2 separate regions of the Muntiacus reevesi genome follow, and region 2 is linked to region 1. A link is a contact called in public Hi-C data. All regions are on one chromosome and are shown on one strand. The core of a region is the stretch at or near the end of the contact, and the rest is flanking DNA. Distances in the headings are between cores, read along the strand shown.

What was found. Hi-C and Micro-C count contacts between places; a contact is called where the count stands out from the background.
Region 2: a contact with region 1 is called in a Hi-C map of blood, with 3 times the contacts expected there. The contact joins the promoter of TMEM14A here to the promoter of MCM3 in region 1. A contact is called at or near these places in 2 of 3 Hi-C or Micro-C datasets (blood and muscle).

The regions. Positions count from the first base shown.
Region 1 is chr20:25,820,383-25,824,479 of mMunRee1.1, reverse strand. It overlaps MCM3 (minichromosome maintenance complex component 3), which reads left to right and starts at 1,897. Exons shown (of 16, transcript XM_065912978.1): 1 at 1,897-2,074; 2 at 3,881-4,089. The coding sequence starts at 2,022.
Region 2 is chr20:26,146,694-26,150,856 of mMunRee1.1, reverse strand. TMEM14A (transmembrane protein 14A) reads right to left here and starts at 1,900. Exons shown (of 6, transcript XM_065913097.1): 1 at 1,765-1,900.

The sequences.
Region 1 (4,097 bases), core at 648-3,147:
CGACCCCATGGACCGCAGCCCACCAGGCTCCTCCGTCCATGGGATTTTCCAGGCAAGTGTACTGGAGTGGGTTGCGACTGCCTTCTCCAGAACTCTGTGCAGTATTCTGTACTAACCTAAATGTGAAAGCAATAGAAACACATGTATGTATAACTGAATCACTTTGCAGTACGCTTAAAATTAACATAACATTGTTAATCAACTATACTCCAATATAAAATGAAAACTTAAAAAAAAATCTGAATGTCTTTCACAGCTGAGGATAATGACATTAAAGTAAACCCAGTCTTTATCCAGAACCATGGCAGGACGGTTCTCTGTGCAAAAGTCCACAACTCTGAATGAAATTTTTGGGAATTCCCTGGTGGTTCAGTGCTTAGGACTCCATGATTTCACTGCTGGGGGGCCTGGGTTCAATCCCTGGTCAAGGGACTAAGATCCCACAAGTCCCACAGTAGGGCCAAAAAAAAAAAAGAAAAAGGAAACGTAAGATTTGGTTTTCATATTTCTACTCTTTTGAACTTTCCATTGCAAATAACTTGATTTTTTAAAAACTTATTTGAACTAAGCTTCCTGGTTCTTTTAGCATTAATTTCAAGTTGATTTCAGAGCAGAGGACATTGAGTCTTCAATATAGTCATAAACTGACAGTTAAGATCAAGTGATAAAGGCATTCTCAAGTTAATAAATAATTATCTCTTACTACATACTTGCAAACAGAATCCTCATCTAGAATTCCTTCCTTTTTTTCCCCTTTATAAACAAAAGCAGCTAGCCAGATGACAGCCTTTTTCCTCTGACTAAGGATCTGCCTGCTAGGATGACACAAAAAATATGCTAACTATAAAGTGTGTAATAACCAAGAATACACACATACAAATAGATGGCATATACATTTTGCTTGGGAGGATTATATTTAAGTGTACAGTGAGTCCCAGAGACTTTCAAACATAATAATTATTGGTCGAAATTTCAGATATGGTTACCAAATGTCTAGTCCTGTTCATTACTTAAGAGGCTTGAAACACTTTTGTTTCTCCTAATTATCTTTCAATAAACTAAGCTTTTAAAAAAGAACTTGTGACCTTCTAATAAGGGGAGAAAGCCTTTAACTTACCCGCTTGCAAGTAGGATGGTGTAGTAATTACGTCCACAATTTCGTGTAACAGATATAAGGCCACCTCGGAGGGCAGCGGGAAGTAGGGATGAGAGTGGGTAACATCCCGACAATTTTCTCTCATTTTTCCCTCCTCTGCGGCTTGATATTTTTATGAGCTACTTCAGGCCCCGGTATTTAGTTAGCAAACGAGTCACTGAACTACAGAACCTCTCCAAAGATGTTATTCTATTTTCCCCTCAGATTCTAGAAATTCACTCCCCCCAACCAACTCGCCCTGGATACCACCAGAGACCGGTTGACTGAGAAACATATCCATGCACAACTGATTTGAATATATTTTTTAAACGACTTGCCTTTATGTTTTTATCGCCCTGCGTTCTAAACCTCTGTTCTCTGACGTCTAAGCTACTTTCAGTCCAATAGCGGGGCTGAGTTTCTTCACTCTTCAGCAGGTCAGGAAACAACTTGGGGGGATAAAACACGAACGTTTGTAAAAGTACAGGGAAAGGGGGGACGACTACAACTCCCAGAATGCAGCTCCGGGGTCTCGCGGGCTCTGCAACGACCGGGTTTCGCGAGTATCCTCTCGTCCAATTGGTCCGCCTTCTCGTCAGTAAGGGCGGAGAGGGGAGGGCGCCGGATGGAACATTTCCCGCCACCGCGAGACGCCGCGCGGAAAACCCGGAAAAGAAGCAGCTCTCGATTGGATGCTCGCTGTTGTAGCGTAGGAAAATCAGCCAATCGGAATGTACATACGCTCCACGATACCCCGCCCCCTCCTTGAGGTTACTTTTCTTGGCGGGAAAAGTTGGGAAGTTTTCGCGCCGGGGCTTGTCAGCCAAAGGGCCTCCGCGCAGAAATCCCAGGGCGGCAAGCATGGCGGGGACGGTGGTGCTGGACGATGTGGAGCTGCGAGAGGCGCAGAGAGACTACCTGGATTTCCTGGACGACGAGGTGAGAGAGGCGCCGAGTCACGAAATTAGGGCGCTCGGAGGCCCAGGGGCCGCGCAGGAGCCGAGGAAGGCCGCGGAGACACTGCGGGCCAAGGGCGACCGCGGGCCTCCAGGCTGCGGCGGCTGGGCGGCTGCCCGGGACCTTCCGCCCCGATCTGGTAGCTTTCCTGGCGACGGAGTGGTTAAGAGCGATCCTGTAATTTTTCTCTCGAGTACAAATGGTGGCTAGGTCTCGCGAAAGTCAACAGGTTTTCTCCAAGTGCAAACCAAGGGTAAAGCCCACGTTGGCCTTTTAGAGATCGTTCCCACTTTCCCCTGCTCTCCTAATTTGGGGGGAGAGTGGGGAAAGGACCGCGGGAAATCGGTAGTGACCCGCCCCGTTATAGGGCCCCCAGGCTTTAATGACTGACTTCCTACCAGGAGGAAAAGACTTTCTAATTTGGCCGCATTCTTTTTCCGTACCTGATGGGAAGCGGAGAAAGAGGGTTGGTACGCAAATAAAGGGGATTTTATAGACTTCCCTGGTGGCTTAGACGGTAAAAGCGTCTGCCTACGATCCTGGGTTCGATCGCTGGATCGGGAAGAACCCCTGGAGAAGGCAATGGCAACCCACTCCAGTACTGTTGCCTGGAAAATCTCATGGACGGAGGAGCCTGGTAGGCTACAGTCCATGGGGTCGCAAAGAGTGGGACACGACTGAGAGACTTCACTTTCACTATAGGCAATTTAGGATTGACAGCCATGGAATGAATATTGGTAAAGCATCTTGAAGGGTTGATAGTGCTGTTTGTAAATGTAACTTAGGCTCCCAACTCCTAGGTCCCTTATATGAGAACTCTTTTTATATTATACAGATGATAGGGAAATAAAATATTTTATTTTCATACAAGATTCTGCAACAGAAGTTGCAGATATATTACTGCAACTAAGTTATAGTTAGTTACTTTGATATATTAAAAGTCCCTTTAATTTATATTTTGACAAGTTTTTTACTTGTCTTTTTAGACTACTTATGAGCTTGTTTTAATTCCCCATTAAAAGTTGAGAAGTGACTGCATACAGAAGAGCTGTTGGTGATAACAGGAATAATAACCTTGAGGAAGTTGTTATAATTTATACACTGGCTTTTTAGGGTGTATTTGGAATCCGAAGCTAGTGAGTGAAAATGTGGGTGAAGTGGGGGCTCAGGTCTGCCGCAGGGATGGATATATTTATCTTGCTGTGAGAGCTGCCACTCTTTAAAAACATCCAGTTTTTGAATTTGTGAGCTGCTGTAGCATGTGGTGGTTATTTTGCAGGAAGACCAGGGAATTTATCAGAGCAAAGTTCGGGAGCTGATTAGTGATAACCAGTACCGGTTGATTGTCAATGTGAATGACCTGCGTAGGAAAAACGAGAAGAGGGCTAACCGGTGAGTTTCCAAGTCACATCCCTAGTCCTGAGTGAGAATGGCTCCTCTCTCTTCCCCAGGTTGGAGCAAGCTTCCCAGGGGAGGGCCTGGATGAAATATGTTTGACCAGGAAGCCCTTAGTACGTCACCCTCACCTGCTTCTATGTTTTTTACTTCTTTGCAAAGTAGGTGGTGGGCATTTTCCTCTCCTTCTATGTTTAACTGAGTATCATTTCCCCATCACTGAGTTAAAATTGGCCTGCAGCTCTGATGTATTTTACTGGGCCTTGTAGGATGCCAGGAGAAAGTAGAATCTAGATTTTCACTCCTAAGCTTTGATCAAGTAAGAATGTCCACTTCTGTTTTGTGGGTCAAGTTTTTTGAGTTCTCCCGTCTCTGCCTGATGTTTCTCTGCAGCCTCCTGAGCAATGCCTTTGAGGAGCTGGTTGCCTTCCAGCGGGCCTTGAAGGATTTCGTGGCCTCCATTGATGCTACGTATGCCAAGCAGTACGAGGAGTTCTACATAGGCTTGGAGGGCAGCTTCGGCTCCAAGCACGTCTCTCCTCGAACTCTTACCTCCTGCTTCCTGAGCTGTGTCGTCTGTGTGGAAGGCATTGTTACTAAATGTAAGTGG
Region 2 (4,163 bases), core at 651-3,150, 330 kb before region 1:
GCCGGCAGCAGGAAGAGACGGAAAACCCCATTGATGGACATGGCCCTGATCTTCCAGGACTTCCAGTGTGGCACCAGGGAGGCGGCAGCTGCATGAGGGAGCCCTCAGAGGAGAGGCACAGGCCCTATAACCAGGAGCTTCACCCTCCCAGGCTGGGAGCCTAAGCTTCATTCTGTGAGGAAGCAGGGACCCAGCTGGGGCCTTGAGGAGGGCAGGAGAAAGCAAGGAAGGAGGCTGGCAAGGAGGGGTGTGTCCTAGGCAGAAGAGAGACGCCTACGAAAGCCTAGTGGCATGAGACAGCATGGCATGGTTTTAAAACGGAGAGAAGTGCAAGCGGTGTAAAAAGACGGGGTGCAGGTGAGCAAGGGCCAGACGACTCCTGGACCCCTATAAAGGGGGTCTGGTGAAGGTGGGCTGCGGGTCTGAAGCAGTAAGCCAAGCAAGAGATGATGGTGGTCTGGCCTGGAGAAATGAAAGTGGAGTGAGGTGGACAGGTCAGGTGGTTGAATCAACAAACCCAGGGTGTGTGTGTGGGGGGGGGGGGGTGGTTGTCAGGGAAGGGATGAATCTCTGGCTTGGACCACTAGTGGGGAGAAGAGCCTTGCTATTGTTTCCTGAGACAGGGAAACATGTTCAGTCTAAGATGATCAAGACACAGTCAGGAAACACCCTTACATACAGAGGTGAAGTTATGAGAGAAATCACTTATCATCAGGTGGTAACAGGAACCTAATTTTTTCCTTAAGTCAATCACCTGCTGTGGAAGGCTGTTTCCTTTTCCCTCCTCTGAGCCCCCAGCCCCACCCCAGTTTTTCCTCTGACCCTCTCCTGGGCCCCTGATGCAGAGTCACTTCGGTTGACCTTCTCTCTCCTCCACACCAGTCAAGCTCCTTCAAGACTAAACTCAGGAATAATTTCTGCCTTAAGATACTCTGTAACTGACCTACCCTAGCATAGCTCTATTGCCAGGAAAAATCCCTTCATCTCCTTAGTGAACTGAGTGTTCTAAGGAGGCAAAAGAAATCTATTCTCAGCTCTTGTAAGGTTTTACAGCGAAAATCCAAGCAAAAGGCAATTCGCCCTGTCGCTCCTTTTCCGTTGCAGGACCGTTTGATTTGCTCAGAATTACACAAGAAAGCCAGAGGCTGCGTTAACAAGGCGGGGACGGGAATGAGGATGGTGTGGGCGACGCATCAAGTGCTCCCATCGCAAATGCAAAGCCCAGCCCTTGGAAAAGCCAGAAAGCATATTGGGTGCAATGCAGCAAAATGATTTACTGCACAGCGCACAAAACTAGGTGACAGGGCCCTGCCTTGTCCCTAGCCCTCCAAAATTTGGAGAACCCACTAAGAGATCTCCCTAAGCTATTATATAAAAACCATTTGCATATGCTAAGTATCAATAATTACCTACCTTTGAACTCCTTGGGGGCTCGAAAGACTTTCGAGTGCAGTCTGAATGGTGCTTGGAAGGTTTGAAACCTTACCATGCATTTCTGCGTTGATCCAAGGGCCCCACCCCCTTCTCCATCTCTCCCTAGCTCCGAGAAGGGAGGAGGGAGGACAGGTAGGAGATTCAGGACCTTGGAAGGAAGAAATTGGGGGACTTCCCAGAAAAAGGAGAGAAGCGATACCCGGAAGAGGAGACGCCACCCCCTGCAAAATCTTCCCAAGTTTCTCGGCATCGTTATCTGCCTGTTTCTGCACCTTTGCATGAAAATTACGGGCAGAAAGATCTTGAGGTACAGCTAGATGTACAGCTCACCTGCAGCCTCAAGCTTTCCCCGCGGGTGAAAAGAAAAAAGTTGGGAGCCAGCTACAGGAAAACTTCGTACCTGGAACCGAAAAGCTAAGCTCACCGCCAGCGCCTTCCCACTGAGAGCTCACCTCCCAGCACTGGGCGGGGCTGCTGGTTCCAGGAAGCACCGGCCCCTCCCCCTCACGCGCATGCGCTGCATCCCTTCCTCCGCAGCTCGGTCCTACCCGGTCGGTTCCCTCCCGGCGCAGCGGAGGTTGTTACTTGCCTGTACCACCTGCATTGCCGGCGCTCTAGCATCCCAGGCGGCGGCCACACTTGGTCACTCGCTCGGGACCCGGCCACTCGCTCCGGCGCCAGGCTTTCGGGTCTGGCCCTGATCCTGGGACTGGAGTCTGCTGCCCCCTGCTGGACGGAGCGAGACTGGGCGTGGACCTGGGTATAACGGGGATTCCAGAGAGCAAACGATTTTTAACCAGAGAAGAGATTCCTTCATTTAAGGGGCGTTTGTGGGGCCTCTCCAGCAGGCCTTTTACGTACTCTCCAGCAGATTGACCCCATTTTCAGCGGAGGGAGCTAAAGTTCGGAGAGGCGGAGGAGTTTTCCACAGACTTAACTCCTAAGTGGGGTGCAAAGGTTAGAACCCGAGTTGGTCTGGTTTCAAAGCCTGAGCACCCTTCAGTATATCGCACCATCTACGACGTTATCTAGATGTGGTGCGGAGACCAGCATCCTGGTAAAAGCCAGGATTTGCTGGGCTTAAGTACCTGAAGGGACCAGGTACAGAGTGCCAGAACTGAAAGGCACTAAATCATGTCTAATTCCAGAATAACGCATTCCCAGGGATAAACCTGTGAGTCCTGCCTCCAGGCTACAACTTCTCACCTCACTCCAGTTTTGCCTTCCAGGCCACTGCCAGTAACTCCAACCCTCTTCCTTATATAATAGCTCTTCAGATTTGAAGAAGGCTGTCATCTAGGCTGTCGCTCTGTCGTGTCCGACTCTTTTCGACCCTATAGACTGTAGCCCGCCAGCCTCCTCTGTAAGTGGAATTCTCCAGGCCAGAATACTAGAGTGGGTTGCCCTTCCCGTCTCCAGGGGATCTTCCCAACCCAGAGATCGAACCCAGGTCACCCGCATTGCAGGCAGATTCTTTACCGTCTGAGCCACCAGGGAAGCGTCATCTAGGGTTCATCAAGCAGCTCTAGGGATGCCGCGGGACTGGGAATAATAGGATCTCTTTAAAAAAAAAAAAAAAAAAAAAAAAAAAAACTAAGAATATAAATTAAACCTTGTGAAATTTGTTTGCTGAATCTACTCCTTGTGTTTAAAAGTGCTTCAAGGAAGCAGTGTGACTATATCTAACATCTGAGAAGTGTTAAGGTGGGCCGAGGGAGTTAACAGGGTTCTGGGAGAGGCATAGGAGAGTTGATGGCTGGCGCTGGAATGTGAATGGAGAGTGGTATCCTGGGGTTTGGTGCTGAGTTCTTCCAGCTCTCCTCATCCCCTTCTATACCCATCCTTAGCCCAGTGCACGTTGGAATCCTTGTGCATGTGTTCTCCCACACATGTGCACGCCCATGTGTGTGTGTCTCTTTTCCTTCCTCCCTCCTTCCCTTTTTCTCTCTCCCAAGACTTCCAGGACACTTTCTCTATCCAGAATAAAACCAAGAACTTTGGGATACCTCAGTTATCTTTAACTAACATGATCACCCTCCTCAAGTAAGTAATTACCCCTGAACCCCAGAGCCTGGATTTATGATGCTGAGATCCCTTCCAGCCCTGTCACTGAGGTCTTAGAGGCTGGAAGCATGATATTCCTACTCAAGTTATTTTCATCTAAAAAAAAGAGCAACATGAACAACATGTGGGAACAGGAAAGTTCTTAGGCAAAGGGGCCACAGTCCTCTCAACTTACATGCCACCAACTGCCACCTACTTCATCTAATGGGAAGATTAGAGCCCAAGGTAAGGGTGCAGCAAAATCTATTCACCTCTGCCTTTTTTGTAAAGCTGTCTGCTCATTATCCACAGCAGATTCTTAACTTTCAATGTGCCACCACTCCTGGAGAAACGTACAAGATAAAATGCACAGGATTGCCAGGGAAGCCAGTTTTATTGAAATAAGGTTATCCAAAGAAGGAAAGTTATTAAAGTAGTAAACCTTTAAATCTGTGCCAAAGATGTGCTTCATTATTAAATCATGGGCTCTAGGAGTGGGTATAAAAATGACTGTAACTTCTAAGTAGTGGTGCATACAACAATACTTTGAGGTATCTGTAACATGTGAATATCTGTAATTTGTGGGGATGACACAGTCACAGGTACCAGTGCTACTTGGTTTGCTGCCTATTTTCCTAATGGAAACAAATGTTAAATTTCAGTCAAAGGTTGGTGAACACAGAAAC